Regions from separate parts of the Mus musculus genome. Here region 1 is linked to region 2. Evidence: chromatin contacts called from public Hi-C data. All regions are on one chromosome and are shown on one strand. The core of a region is the stretch at or near the end of the contact, and the rest is flanking DNA. Distances in the headings are between cores, read along the strand shown. Region 1 holds the start of Fezf2 (Fez family zinc finger 2). Region 2 holds the start of Abhd6 (abhydrolase domain containing 6).

Region 1 (7,691 bases), core at 1,462-3,961, 4.3 Mb after region 2:
CCGACCCTCCCCGCCCCCCCCCCACATCCCCATTGCTATCTCAAGATACAAAATTACATTTGAAATTGAGTAGAGTCCCAGGGTCTGGGAGCACTGGTGACCTGCCCCCAACCCCCAAACCTCTCAATCTTAAATTCTTCCTATAGGAAGATACTGCTTAGATTAAAAAAAAAAAAAAAAAGGAAGTAGTGCTTACAAAGGGAAGCCATACTCTCTATGTTTCCTTTTTGCCCCTTTCCTTAATTCTCAGCTCCAAAATTCAGTGCTCCCGAGAGTCAAGCCTGAATCCAGCGAGGTCTACCAACCCAGCCAGGAAAGCGTCTACCTCTGTCTGCACAACCCTATTCCAAAGAATTGCTGCGCCCTAGCCTGCGGCTTTTGTGCTGCCTCTACCACACTCACCTCATTCTCAGCACACTCCCCCTCCCCTGCGACCCTCTGAACCCTAAAGATGAGATGAGGGAGTGCCTAGCTTAGTACCTTACCTTTTTGGTGAAAGCCTTTGCCACAAAACTCGCAGACGAAGGGCTTGTAGCCCGCGTGGATGCGGATGTGCGTGTTGAGCGTGGAGCTGCGATTGAAGGCTTTGCCGCACTGGTTACACTTATGTGGTTTTTCCTGCGAAGAGGGGCGTGCGTACAGTAAGGCTGAGACCTAGGCAAGGGACAGTAGAGCCCCCCACCAAGGTTAAGGAGAATCCAATACTACCGCTCAGACTAGGGCAGTGATGTTCGCCGACTGGGCCTGATCTAGGGGCCACGTACCTGGGTATGGATAATTTTGTGTCTGCAGAGAGTGCTGGCCTGGCGGAAGCCTTTGCCACAGACTTTGCACACAAACGGTCTAGCTCCGGTGTGGACAGGCATGTGGCGGGTGAGGTTATAGTGAGCATTGAACACCTATGGAAGGATGAGAGCGGAACTTAGGCTGAGTCTGCCAAGGGCCTAGAATCAGGCCCGGAGGCTACAATTTACCTCCCTTAACCAACCATCCCATCTGAAGCCAGCAAGTCCTTTTGTCAACTGTGTGGCGATTTTACAGCCCCATTTTACAGAATAGGAAACTGAGGCTCAACTGAGCATCGAACGGAGCGCGCAGCTATTGGGAAGCTCCTCTGCTTGAGAGAAAGGTGTACAAGGCAGCCCAAGAAAGTCAGGGGCTACTAGCTCCCTCCCCCCAGAACCGTAGGCCTCACCTTGCCGCACACTTCGCAGGTGAAGTTTTTGGGTTTGCTGTCAGTAGAGCCCCCCGGTAGTTTGCTGTGGCTCTTGACTCCCCCTCGTTCAGCTGTCAAGGCCGAGTTCTCCTTCAGCACCTGCTCCAGTGGCGCATGCAAGCGCTCCTTATGGGGATAGGAAGCTGGGTGGGGGAACTTGTCCGCAGCCAGGCTGGCCAGTTTGGCGTTCTCCAGCAGAAAAAGCTTGGGGTGAGCAGCCAGGGAAGTGGGGGCCTGTGCGTTGAGGAGGCCGGATGGGAAAAGGTGGCCTCCGAGGAGCTCCGAAGGTGGGTAAGCGGTGGAGTCCAGGTAGTTGAAGTAGTAGAGAGAGCCGCTGGCAGGCAGCCCCACAGCCTGGTTGATGACCTGCGGTTTGATGACCCTGCCGGCGGGCAGCGCAGAAGGCGCGAGGCCCAGTTCGGCCTTGCAGCACACGCCACAGTTGGTTTTGCACAAGCCGCTGGCGCCGCACACTGGGGCCCCCCCGCCGCTGCCTCCTCCTCCACCGCCGCCCGCCCGGAGGCTGCTCTTCCAGAACTCCGAGTAACTGAGCAGCGTCTTGGACGGCACCTCGTAGCCTAGAGGCTGGAGAGGGATCATACAGGGCAGCGGCGAGCAGAGGTTGAGCAGTTTCTTGCTCTGGCTGCTGTCTGCCTCTAACGCAGCAGGCCGGGGCTCGAAAGGCGCTCGGGGCTCGGACGTCTTGGCCATGATGCGCTCGATAGAGAAAGCTAGTGTTTTAGAAGTGGCCGGTGACGCTCCAGCGCGCGGGCAGGCCGGGGGCACCATGGTCTCCAGGGAAGCTGAGCTGGCCATGGCGCGCCAAGCTGGGCCAGGCTGGGCCAGGGCACAGCCTCTCTCCTCTAAGTCTGCATTCCGGAAAAGGCAGGGGGGAAACCGCAATTTAATAAGCACCTAGTCGGCCCGGTCACCCATTTGCATTCAAATGAACAGAAGCAGAACAAAGTGCACCCAAGGGTACCAAATTACCGCCCATTAACCCGGCGCGCAAAGGAACCCACCAGCTATTGCCCTGGGACTATGAAAGGGGGAAGAAGGGGGAGGCTGTACAAAGGAAAGGAGAAGGGGTAGAAGAAAGGAGTCTCAAATTAACACTCCCAGCCCTTCCCTGGACCCAGGCCTTCGCCACGCGTGCTGGGAACTGGGCACTGAAAGAGCAAAGTTAAAGAGGGCCGGAAGAACCACCTCGCTTTTACCTCTTTCCCCCACCGCCAAGGAGATGCGTTCCGAGCCATGCAGCGTGTCTCTTCTGTCACATTTTGATGGCAAACATCTTCCCCTCCGCGTGAGATCACTGTCTTTTACATTCAGCTGACATCACATGAAGTCACTTGAAGTGGAATGACATGGGCGGCGGCGCGACTCCCGTTGAGGACCCTGCGTTCCCCCGCGCCTGCCGGCCGCCGCCACCGCCCCTCAAACTTTAAAGGAGGCAACTAGCGCCCGCGCTCCCTTCGGGAAAGTGCGAGCGGTTTGCGAATCGGGAAGGAGGGAAGAGAGGGAGGGGGGAGGGGGAAGAATCGTGATGGTTTTGCCGGTGGAAGGAGGTGGGGGCCGCCCAAACCCAAACCTAGGCAGAGTTCCTTGGGTGATTCACAACTTTGGGGGGCCTACAGTTTTAGGGTACGCGGGGAAGGCGGGGTGTCCCCGACGCGCTACCTCAAAGGGCCCCTGGTGTCCGTCTAATCACCAAAGTATCCCTTAGCCCTGCGCAGCCGAACTGGGCACCGTGCTAATAAACTGCCATTTACCTACGGAGCCAGCGCCAGCCCCGAACACGCGCAAATGATAATTACCTCATTAGGATGTGGCGCATGGACGCGGGCGTCGCGTTTGGAGGGGGGAACTTGTTAATGGGGAAATATTAATTTATGCAAAAGCAACGAGCTCGCCTTGGCTGGCGTCGGAGGTCGAGAGAGAGCTCCCCGCCGCCTAAGGACGACCTCGAAGAGTCCGGGAGGGCAGGCGGCGTGCCGGGGTCCTGGGGACCTGGGGAAGGGTGGGTGCGCCTGCAGCTCTCTGGCCCACTTTTTCAGTAGGGCTGGGGGATTCTTGCCCTGAGAGGCCTAGGGCTCTTTGAGAAGCTAATCGATCCGAATTGCTGATTTGTGATCGGGTTTGAGAGGCAAAGGCAGGCTCTGCGCCTGGTTTAGGGCTGCGTGCGGGGAGGATTCGGAGGGCAGCTCTCCCGCTGTTGGGTACTTACTGTTTGTATAATTGAGAAGGTCCAATCTCCACCTGTTTAAGGAGCAGATTGAAACAGCAGAACCTCCCCTGGATCCTATTAAAACGTTTTTCCTCCTAAGGCCATTCAGTCGAACCAATTTTCCGAAGTGATTCATAGAGCTGAATTCTGCCAAGGCAGCTCTTTCACTTTTAGCCACTAAAGCACCGCGTGGAACCGGGTTTTGTGTTTTTCTAAAATAAAAAGAAGGATTATCAGAGGGGAGAAGGAGGGGGTCTGAAGGGGGGCGGGCAAAGACTTAGTGTGGCCAGAGGTACAAGCAGAGGGAAGAAAAGGCTCTTTTCTAGACAGGCCCCAAGTAAGTTCGGAGGAATTCAGCGTTTTTGTGCCGGGCGCACAAAAGCAGAGCGCTCGGCGCTGGGTTTGGAGGGGCTGAATTCATGTTTGCAGACCATTCCACCTGCGTATCACAACAAACTGCTCAAAGAAGCTCCAGCACTTTCAACAGGCCGGGTGCTCTTGGTGACAACAAAAGTGGTCGAGGCTGAGGGTTCTTATGGGGGGGGGGGGGCTAGCTAGAGAAGGAGAGAATTAGGTTTAGGGAAAAGAGGGGCTGTGCATGGGGTTTTTGAAAACTTTTGGCTGTTTTTGTTCGTCGGACAATTATATCTTGCCAGCCGGCTTTTGCAAGACCAAGAGCTTTGTAGCCGCAAAGGCAGTTTAAGAGGATTACGGTGGGTATAATATGAGCAAACAGGGTTGAGGGTTTGATAGTCAATTCCTTCTCCAGAGATATAGCATCAGCGGAGCCGGGGAAAGTGCCGGTGAAGGCAAACCCTCTTCTCCGTTTGCAGCTGAGTGTCCATCTGATCCCCGGCCCACTACTACCCATCCCAGGGAAAACTGTCCATCCAACGCCAGACGGACGAGCAAAGCTCTAGTTTGGACTGCAGCCGAACAACATCCTATCCTCGGCAAAACTCTTTCCTTCCATCCACCTATCTAGCTGTGTCTCCTCCGATGGCCATTTCAGATCAGGTGTGGATGGAGCAGGTAGAGAAAAGAAAAGTATAGCTGGGGAACGGGTGGGGGTGGGGGCCAACAGACAGAGATCTCCAAGGAGAAGTGACAGTGGAAATGGTCTATGATAGACTAATAATCTCATCCTGCCAAACTCTGAAACTGTCCTCAAATTCAGCAATTATGAGTCTGTCTCCTTAATATCCACCACCACACACACAAAGCTGAAACTTCCAGGTATCAAAGCTAGAGTCCTGCCCAACTGGAGAAGAATATTTTCACACCGCCCATTCAATTTAAGACATTCCCACGGGGGATGTAAGTCCACACCCAATGTCCCCCATCTCTATGTAAATGACAAACTTATAGATGACCCTTCTCTCCCACCAAATCTGAAGCAAACCACTCACCCAGCACTGACTGAGATAATATCAGTTCACCTGCATCCTCAAAACCTGAATTTCTATCCCGACTTTCCTGTGGAATCCTGCTTGCCACCAGCCTTGCACCCCAGCCCTTTCCCCACATTGGGCAATTATGGATCTCCGCGGCACCTGAAAGACATGCTGGTTTGAACACTCCATCAGGCTGATAGGCTTCCAAGGACTTTCTAAGAGCCTGCTTTACCATCCCTTCTGCTTTCTGTTAATCTCTCTCTCTCTCTCTCTCTCTCTCTCTCTCTCTCTCTCTCTCTCTCTCTCTCCCATCACAAAGCAGAACTACCTCCACAGAAAGAAAACATTTGGGTAAAAACAAGTTGCCCCTAATGTGCCTTTCTTTCCAAATGTTGGGTGAATACACTGGCTTTCATGAAAGTATTTAATTAGCTTCCACAAACTTCTTCCCTTGCCTGCAGATTATATTGAAGTGGAGGGTTGGAAACTATTTTACACCTTGCCACTCACATGTTAATTAATCTCTATCTAACCCTAATTGCAGTTTATTCAAGCGCCGCTCAACAGCTCACCCACACAATAAACACTGATCCTACTTTTATACATATTACTTCACGTTAACACATTGAGTAATTAGCTCCAGTACCAACTAATAGTGCAAACAAATATTTTCTGTAAACGAGATGATTTCAGGCAGGATAATAGAAGGCTGGGGAAAGTCATGCGTGCTGGAAGGTGTGCTGAGGTCCCCATTCCTTGCCCCCTCCTCCAAATTTATTTTCCCAGGACACACCGATTTTTAAAAGGCCAATTTCCTTTTAGGAAGGCTGAGACAACTATAGAAATTCAACTTTCAGAATTTTAGAGATTTGGTGGAGAGAGGTCTGTGAGATTAGGGGTGACCTTTTTAACCTACAGGTTTTCAGTGTAGGGAGGGTTCCCAAATAACTCCACAAGTGGTCTACTGGAGATATAAGCTGATCTCTCAAAGCATGTTGTTGTGTGCCAGAAAAAAAAAAAACAGTTTTGGGAAACTTCTTACTTTAAAAACCTTTCCTCTAAAACAGTTTCTCAGGAAGGGGTGACTTTCTGGGTTTTCAAATCCCAACAGGCCACAGGCTGCACTGCCAATCCAGGATGGACTGGTGCTAAGAGAGCAAGAGACTGAGAGATGGGCAGCAGACACCTGCCCAAGAGAAGCCTACAAGGAGACATCACTCTCATAGTCCCAGGGACAGAATTCACGGTGGTGGTGGTGGTGTGTGTGGGGCAATCAAGAGACCCACTGTCTATCAAGCACAGCCTTTTGATCAACAGGGTCTTGCCCAGTGGTAGGCCTCAGCTCCAGGTTGGTGCAAAAACAAGACTCTTGCTTCTTTGCCATCTGGTCTTGGCTTCGGACTACTAAGCAAACCAAGTGAAGCCTGAAGTGCCTCTGGATCCCAACACTTCCTGTTTTTCACAACCCAGTCCCGTAGCCCAGCATCTCTCTTGCTCTGTGGGCCCTGTCCTAGCCTGGACCTGTGTAATCTCAGGCCATGTGATACCACACCAGGGCCGAACTATGCAATGCGCACACCACTGAGTGGAGATGTGTGCCCAACTCCAAAGACCGAACACAGTGCTCTAATTGAAATCGCAGGCTTAAGCACAGCTGGCGGCTGCCTATTGATTTTACAGGAGCTTCTTTTGTAGGAAGCATATTAAATATGAGTGGCCACATCGGGGTTTTGCTTGTCTCTCTGCCCCTTCCCTCTGGCCATTATATGGTCACTAACTTGAACCACTGTAATAATGACTTCTGTGTAAGAAAAAAAAATCAGTTCCAGAAATCGCCCACACTTTAAGACAAATTACTTAGCAGATGCCTTCCCGGAATGCAGACAACCTCAGAGGAAAATCCCTTTCTTGTATAGAAGCTCACACGTTCGCACCGCTTCTGGCACCCGGAAAGAAAAGCAGGCATTTTGACTCCCAACTCCGAAAAGGTGCTGCAGTTCTAGCCTAGGTGACTGGTGTCAATTGGTTTTAATTTTTAAAATTATTGTTAATATTATTGCCTACAATGACTGCAAAACATAATAGATCATCATAAGCTATCTCACTCGGGGCAGCACACTGTGTGTGTGTGGGGGGGGGGGCGTCTTAGTTTGGGGAAACGCTGAGCAAATTTGGTGCAGTCACTGTTCCCCTCCCAGATTTATTTAGGGGTGGTTGGGGGAGCAAACCCAAACCTTAAAAATCTTTCAGCGTTTCTCTCCCTATTTCCTCACTCCTCTCTCTTCCCTTCATTCCCTTCCATTTAAAATATGATTTACGTAGGAACCACCTTTAGCCGCTGCTTAAAATTCATTAACTTTTGAAGAGAAATTGATCTGCTATCCTCCTTTCCACCCCAGGAAACATCCTACTGAAAACATTTGAACAGCCTTGCCGGTGCGCGAGGCTGTTCAAGACACAGGGGCCTCCGCTTTTGGTGAGCGTTATTTTCTGTGTGGAGAGACAAAGAGCCTCAGATACCCTGGCCCAACAAGGCAGGGCGCGTGTGCCTGGAGAGCTGTCCGGTTCCAGGTATCGCACAGTCCCAGGCCTAGACTACCAAGATAGATGGGCTGGTTGCGGTCTTTATCTGCTCGCAACCTTTGGGTGCTACGGTGCTGAGCTTGAATAGCACAAAGCCTGGCCCTCTGCACCAAGCAGATGTTTAGCAGCATTCCTAGCTTTCAAGGACTGGCAAATTTCAATGTACCAACAGACAGTTTCACCTTTAGACCAGGAGTCTCCAGGCCTTCAGCCTGAGGCAGATAGTGGGGGTGGGGCGGTGATACAAACCTATATGTGGATTTCCAGGATT
Region 2 (6,938 bases), core at 2,006-4,505:
CTACAGGACTGGGCTTGTTCTAGCAAGAACGACACATTAAGCCAGGTGTGATGTCACATGCCTGTCATCCCAGGACTCCACAGGTGTACGCAGGTTGAGTGAGACAGTCTAAGCTACATGGAAGACTATCTCACCTCCAGGTTGTTACAAACCAATCCTCCCACTGGGTTCTGCTTTCTTCTCACTCTGCTTCTTCCTCCCCATGTTTTCTGCAATGTGTTGAAGCAGTCAGTAGCACACAGCACCTCCCTGACCGGACCTTCCAGCCTTCTGAGCCGAGAGACAAGATGAACCTAGTTTTGTTGTTGGTGGTGGTGGTGGTGATGGTGGAATTGTTTATTTGTTTTGTTTTGTCTTGTATTTGTTTCATTTTCAAGACAGGCTTTTCTCTGTATAACAGCCCTACATTTCCTAGCTATATGTATATAACTAGCTCTGTAGACCAGAACTGGCCTGGAACGCACAGAGATCCACCTGCCTCTGTCTCCTGAATGCTGGGATTAAAGTCAAGCAGCCACCACACCTGGCTCTTGTTTCTTTATAAATCAGCCCAGTATTCTGTTATACCAACAGAACTCAGACTAAGAAAAGCATGAAAGGATGACCAAAATGCCTTCTGCCTTAACTCAGAGTTAAGGAATTAATGGGCTTGTCTTCAGTTTCACTGAGTTTTCTGGGTCTCTGAAATATCTGTATCCAATGGCCAAAAGTCAGTCACAAATTTGAATTGCCACACTAAATCTCTAGCTCAAATCGCCTTGCGTCCCATTGGCTACTTTAGACTTTCCAGTTTGCCCAAGCGTGATATCAACTCAGTCCCTAGGGTACTAGTTTTGCAACACTAAATAAACAAGTCACAGGCAAATCGGAATTAATTGATCATTCTGGCATTAGGGTTAGGTTAGGACGCAGAGGATGGGCAAGCAAGAAGTAGTAGACATAATATTTATTTTACCTAAGAATTTCTTAACATGGATAAATGTAAGAGGTAAATGCTATACTGTCCCTATTGTATAGTAGGGTATAAGCTGGAGCTGAGAGAGAGTAGACAAATTCTCAGAGTGTCCATTGAGTGATCGGCAGAATTGACATGCCAGAGACCAACCAGTGCCCTCATCCTTTGCTTTGCATTGCCCTAAGGAGCTCCTGTGTAAAGGTGGTACAGAGAAAGTCCAGAAACTGTATTTAGAATTAATTCTGGGACTAAAAGCCAATTCTCTACAGAAAGTCAGTGGAAGCTGTTTCCATGGAGACCCACTCACATCCAACCTAGCTGTGTTCAAATGTAGCCGCAATGGTGAGGAGGCGTCGTCACTAAAATGAGGTGCATTTCCAACAGTCCCCCCAGTTTCTCCAATGTCTCCCACAGGTTGTGAATTCAGTGGAGTCTTTACCTCAGCCTGCAGCATGTGTCTCACAAAGCCTCGGAGGTCCTCCAGAGCGCCAGGTTGGTTGACAGGCCCTTATCACCCCTGCAGTGACTTTGGACAAGTTACCCAAAACTGAGGTTCGGTTTCCCTATGGTTAAACAGCAGACTCACAGGCTGCCGCTGAAAGCAAGGGGGTTAATGCACACAAACCGAAACGTTACGCCCAAACTAGGGAAGGAGGAGAAGTTCCGCCAAAGGCTAACTGCTCACCTGCCCTTAACCAGACCAATCTGCTTGGGACCTGGCCTGAAAAGGGCGGAAAGCCGATCACTCTGCTCTCTACCAGCTGCTTTCTTCTAGCTCTCTTCCACAGCACCTCACTGGCTGTGTTTCAGCATCTGTCACCATTCTCACTCTGAGCTCAGCCTGTTCCCTGCCACTTCGGGATCAAGTGGCTCACACACTGGAGCTGTTTCCACTCCCCGTGCAGCCCACTGTGCCGCCAGCTGCAGTGATAGGGTTACTTGTTTGTTTGGCCGCCCACACAGATTGTCCTATGCTGCTTTGTGATTCACTGTCCCCTCTAACCTCAGTTCACAGGAGAGGGAAGTAGGTGTGCTGCTTGCCTGCCTGCCTGCCTGCCTGCCTGCCTGCCTGCCTCCCTCCCTCCCTCCCTCCCTCCCTCCCTCCCTCCCTCCCTCCCTCCCTCTCTCTCTCCCTTCCTTCCTTTCTTCCTTCCTTTTTCTTCCTTCCTTTCTCTTTCTTTCTCAACAGTTTCGTTGTCCTGCAACTCACTCTATAGACTCAAGAGATCCAGCTTGCTCTGTAGACCAGGCTGGCCTCAAACTCAGAGATCCACCTGGCTCTGCCATTGGAGTGCTAGGATTAAAGGTGTGCCCCACCACTGCCCTCATCGGCTTCTTAAAAATCCATCTCTGTGCTGTGCCTCATGTGTGAACTACTGTGCTCCTGTTCTAAGTCCTGAGGGCTCCCCCCCCCCTTTTTAAAATTAGGGATGTTTTTGCTTTTCTTGACTCTGCTCATTCCTACGGATTTTAGAACAATCTTATGTCCCTTGAAAAGTGCTGTTGAAACTAGTGCTGCAGTTACCCCCAGTCTAACTTCAATGCTTTCCTGAGCCCTGGATTCTGGCTGCATCTAGTAACCAGGGGGAGCCCTTTGTTAGAAATCAGAGTCACACCTCAGGGGTTCTAGATCTGCTTGCCTCTCTGCCCTACCTGAAGTGGGACCTTCAAAAGCATAGGCTATTGAAGACCACAGGGATGTTTCTATTTGGCACGATGAGTGGCCTTTTCTCTTGATCTGGTCACTTGAACTAAATTGCGTTATTGGGTACATTTCATTCTATTCTGAACCGCGTTCCCCTTGGAGGACTTTTTCAACCAGGAGCTTTTTTATATGGTGCTGAGAAGTAAGTCAGGATTGAGTTTTGGATTTGCTTTGGATTTCCTAAGCTCTCAGGGCCAAGACCCTGCATAAATCTTTTTGGTGTGATACTCAGTAGTGCCAGGCAAACAGTAGATGCTCAATAAACGAAACAGTACCCCACGTGCTTCGTGGCTTCGCAGGGCAGAGTGGCTATGCCTGCGCCCTAATGACCCCCCCCCCCCAGCACTTTTTGTGAAAGGGATGATTCGGCTTGGCCAATGGGTGCTCGTGCGGAGAGGCGCTCCGGGGAGGGATACTGACTGTATCTCCGGGTTTGATATTTTTTGAACCGGGGATGGGGAGCGTCCCCTGGAGAGCGTCCTCCAAACAAATTCCAGCTGCTGAGACGACGCCTGATGCGGGCTGGGAGGGTTTTTCTGTCGGAGGGCGCGAGCGAGTGCGTTGCGCCTTTAAGGAGTCAAGCCAAGCCCACTGCCGAGAGCGAGAGTGCGCAGGTGCGGGGACCTGGGACTGGAGGGCGGCGAACGGGCAGCAGGACCGCGGTCACTGAGGTAGGTCTGGTGAGCGAGGCAGAAGGAAAGGCGACGGTGGCTACGCTCTTAGGAGAGGGATGGCAGCCTCCCATTCCTACGACCTGACCACCTGCTCCCACTTTCCGAGACCAGTCCCTTCTTCACCCCAGCATCGCAAGGGTGAATGCAGATAAGTCCCAGATACAAACCTCCCTTCGTATTCCATTTTCCCGCTCTCTCTTAAGGTGCAAATCCCGGGTAAAGGCCTGAGACGTCCCCAAGCCGGGTCTCGTCGCCACTGGTTGGCCGCCTGCCAGCCTCCTTAAACCCAGGGATAGAGTGAGAAGTGGAATCTGCATCCTATTTCTCTTCCTCCTCCGGATGCTCCGCGCTTGTAGCAGCCGCGGTGCCTTTCTCCTAGTGCCAGGATGGATTTAGTCCCGCGCTCCCCCCAACTCCTTGCTTCCTACACCACCCTGGAGCAGGGCTACAACTCGCTCTCCTGGTACCAGGGAATCTCGGCACCCTTTTGAGGATTCGTAGTCTCGTTGATTTAAAAAAAAAATGTCAAAGCTTAAAGACCTTGTTTTTGGAGTTTGAGAGAAAACTGGGCAGGCAAGATGTAAATCTCTGTGGCTGATGGTAGAGGAAGAGGAAGACCCTACCTCGTGTCCTTTGAAGTAGGGTCAAAACAGGCGCAGCAATGGGAAGTCTGCAAGCAGCTGTATGGAAGGAGTTCCGAATGTCTGGGAGTGAGTGTTCAGAATGTCAGGGCAAGCGTGCTTAGGATCTGAAGAAGAGGCGGAAAGGGGGGAAGGGGAAAATTGGATTTTTGAAAGAGAGCTCAGAAAAGCGGGTAAACTGAGCAGTGAAGACGTGTAAGCAGCCGCTTTGTGGGGTCTGTATGTACTTATCTCATGAAGGTGATTATTGTACGTACCATTACCTTAGCAGTCTTCAGGCATATCAGCTTTGCTAAGAGGCGGTCTCCTGGCTAGGTGACTGACAAGTCCAGTTGGATCAATTCTTAAAGACCGTGCTTTACCGGGAGGAAACGCGGTCTTTTTCTGGGAATCAACAAAGACCACCTGCCTCTAGCTTCCTCCCCTGCATATGGCACTTGAAATATTAAAGAAAGGCAATTATGACGCTTCCTTTTCTTAAAAAAAGAATGCGTTGCCAGGGATACCAGAGGTGGAACCCAAAACTCATGATGGGAGGGGCCAGTCCATTCTCCAAGTCCTGTCTGGCTGTCTAACACTCCCAAATGACCTAGTCCCAAATGACCTAGTCCCAAATGACCTAGTCTCATGTCACCTCCCCTACCATGACCAGACTTCTGTACTTCCCCTAACATCTCTCTTCTTCCACTAATATCAAATGTGCCTCCTTTCAAGTTGTGCTTCCCAGCTTTTGGCGGAGTCAGGATGCTGGTCTAACTACTTTGACAGCCAGAACTCGTTTTATCATCCCCGAGGCTTTCTGGTCATCCTAGAGATGCAGATTGTGAAATGCTAGCTGCAGGACAGAGCACATGATTCATTCCCGGGTCCACAGATCTAGGGAGAGACCACATCCACGTAGTGGGGCACAATCAGTCAGCTGTGTGTGCAGGGGATAAGTATTTTGAGTTAGGTGCTAGGTGGTTAACAAAAGGAAGTCCTGCTCTAGCTGGGACCTTGAAAACAACCATTGCTTCACTCCCTGCTCAAAAATCCCTTGTGACTGCCCGGCTGCTCCTAGCTGGTATTGAAAAATTGAATGTAATTATAATGGCTAACATAAAGTTAAGTACTGACTTCCTGGCTCTGTCCTAAGCCACTTAAAGAATGTCACTGGAGTTACTGCCCTGATAGTACCACAAGGTGTGTGTCTGGTTGATACAATTCTTAAGGGACAGTTCTCTGAGACTTTCAAAAATGTCCCTTCCCAAGACACTGAGTTTGACCTCAGTGTCACTGAGCCACTGACTTTCTACCTAGTTTTAAGAACTTCCTTTTTTTTTTTAATTTTTACTAATGTATATGGATGGTTTGTCTGCATGTATGTCTGTATATTATGTGTATGCCTGGTACCTAAGGAAGTTATATGCGGGTGTAAGATTCCCATGGAACTGGAGTTACAGATGTTTGTGAGCCACCATGTAGGTGCTGGGAATTGAACCTGGGTTCTTTGCAAGAGCAGCCAGTGCTCTTAACTGTTTAGCCAGGTTTAGCCCCTGTGGCTAACTTCTTATTTATTAATAAGAAGTATTTATTAATACTCTTGTAATATAGGGAATAGAAATATGGCACCTGTGTTCTTGGTACCAGTTAATTTTTCTAAAGTTCACCTTTATGGGTTGGGGAGTAAGGAAGATAGTGTTAGAACGCTCACCCAGGAAGTGATAGGCCCTGGGTTAATCCCTGGCATAGCTAAATAAGCAAATTATGGTTCTCTGATCATCAGGGAGTCTTTAGCGCTCTCCAAGACAGACAGACAGACAGACACACACACACACACACACACCTCTCTCCATGGAAGACAGCAGGTAGACTGGTTTGTAAAGTAATAGTAGGCTCATTATTTCTAAACCCTGTAACACTAAATTCCCTCACTGCAGCCCAGCAGGACCACAAGGAGAAAGGCTCCTGCTATATTGGTACTGTAATTGCTTTTGTTCATACATAAAAGATTTCCCCCACAGTGAAAGACTTGAGCGCACATTCCCACTCTGCCTGCTATGACCCTGGGCACATTACCTACCCCCTGAGCTTCAGCTTTTAGTAACTGTTCCTACATTAGAGGAGCCTGGTGTGTGGGTCACCAACATGGGTTGAGATTGCTGACCACTACTTGGGATTGCATGAGCTATATTCAATCACAAATAAGCAACTCACACTTTGTACTTGAAAGTGAGTTTGGCCAAGCAGAAGTAAACATTTTTTTTAAACTCAAGCCTATGAAGTTTTGTAAACTGTAACCCATCTCCTAAGATTGCATTGAGAGCAGATTGACTTTCTCTTTCTTGAGCTCCTATAACTGGTAGGCCATGAGCTCTGTGGGGATTTGCATAGGGAGAGTGAGTGTGGACACAGAGATTGTGCAACTGGACCCTAACCCTAACCCTAACCCTAACCCTAACCCTAGCCCTAGCCGTAGCCCTAACCCTAACCCTAGCCCTAGCCGTAGCCCTAACCCTAACCCTAGCCCTAGCCCTAGCCCTAGCCCTAACCCTAACCCTAACCCTAACCCTAACCCTAACCCTAACCCTAACCCTAACCCTAACCCTAACCCTATGCAACTTCATGTGAGGAGCAAAAGCTGCCTTAGAGATGGCCTTGGTTCACAGGATGTGTTGCTGCCACAGCTCTGTCTTGGGGGAAGATTTTAGAACCAAGGATCATATTTGGGGTTGGGAGGGGAAAAAGAAACTGAGCAGCTGAAAGAATACTCTTTACTAGTTTTTGGATGTTTTGGTGACTAGATCAGTTATTGTGCTGTGACTTCAAAAAGAAGGGCAGAGGTGTCACCTTTAAAACTCCGTGTTTGCAGTATACCGAGAGGCAAGTTCTGCAGGCTGTATTCCCCACTCCCCAGGGTGGAAGGGGTGTGGGTGCTCACCCCGGGGCCTTGTACATGTTAGGCAAGCGCTCTGTTATCGAGT

Evidence for each region. Hi-C and Micro-C count contacts between places; a contact is called where the count stands out from the background.
Region 1: a contact with region 2 is called in a Hi-C map of embryonic stem cells, with 12 times the contacts expected there. The contact joins the promoter of Fezf2 here to the promoter of Abhd6 in region 2. A contact is called at or near these places in 1 of 39 promoter capture datasets (cranial neural crest) and 3 of 484 Hi-C or Micro-C datasets (all in embryonic stem cells).

The regions. Positions count from the first base shown.
Region 1 is chr14:12,343,154-12,350,844 of GRCm38.p6, forward strand. Fezf2 (Fez family zinc finger 2) reads right to left here and starts at 2,712. Exons shown (of 5, transcript NM_080433.3): 1 at 2,434-2,712; 2 at 1,196-2,085; 3 at 765-899; 4 at 486-618. The coding sequence starts at 2,032.
Region 2 is chr14:7,999,633-8,006,570 of GRCm38.p6, forward strand. Abhd6 (abhydrolase domain containing 6) reads left to right here and starts at 3,256. Exons shown (of 9, transcript NM_025341.4): 1 at 3,256-3,331. Gm30244 (predicted gene, 30244) reads right to left here and starts at 4,422. Exons shown (of 2, transcript NR_168596.1): 1 at 4,233-4,422; 2 at 3,860-4,082.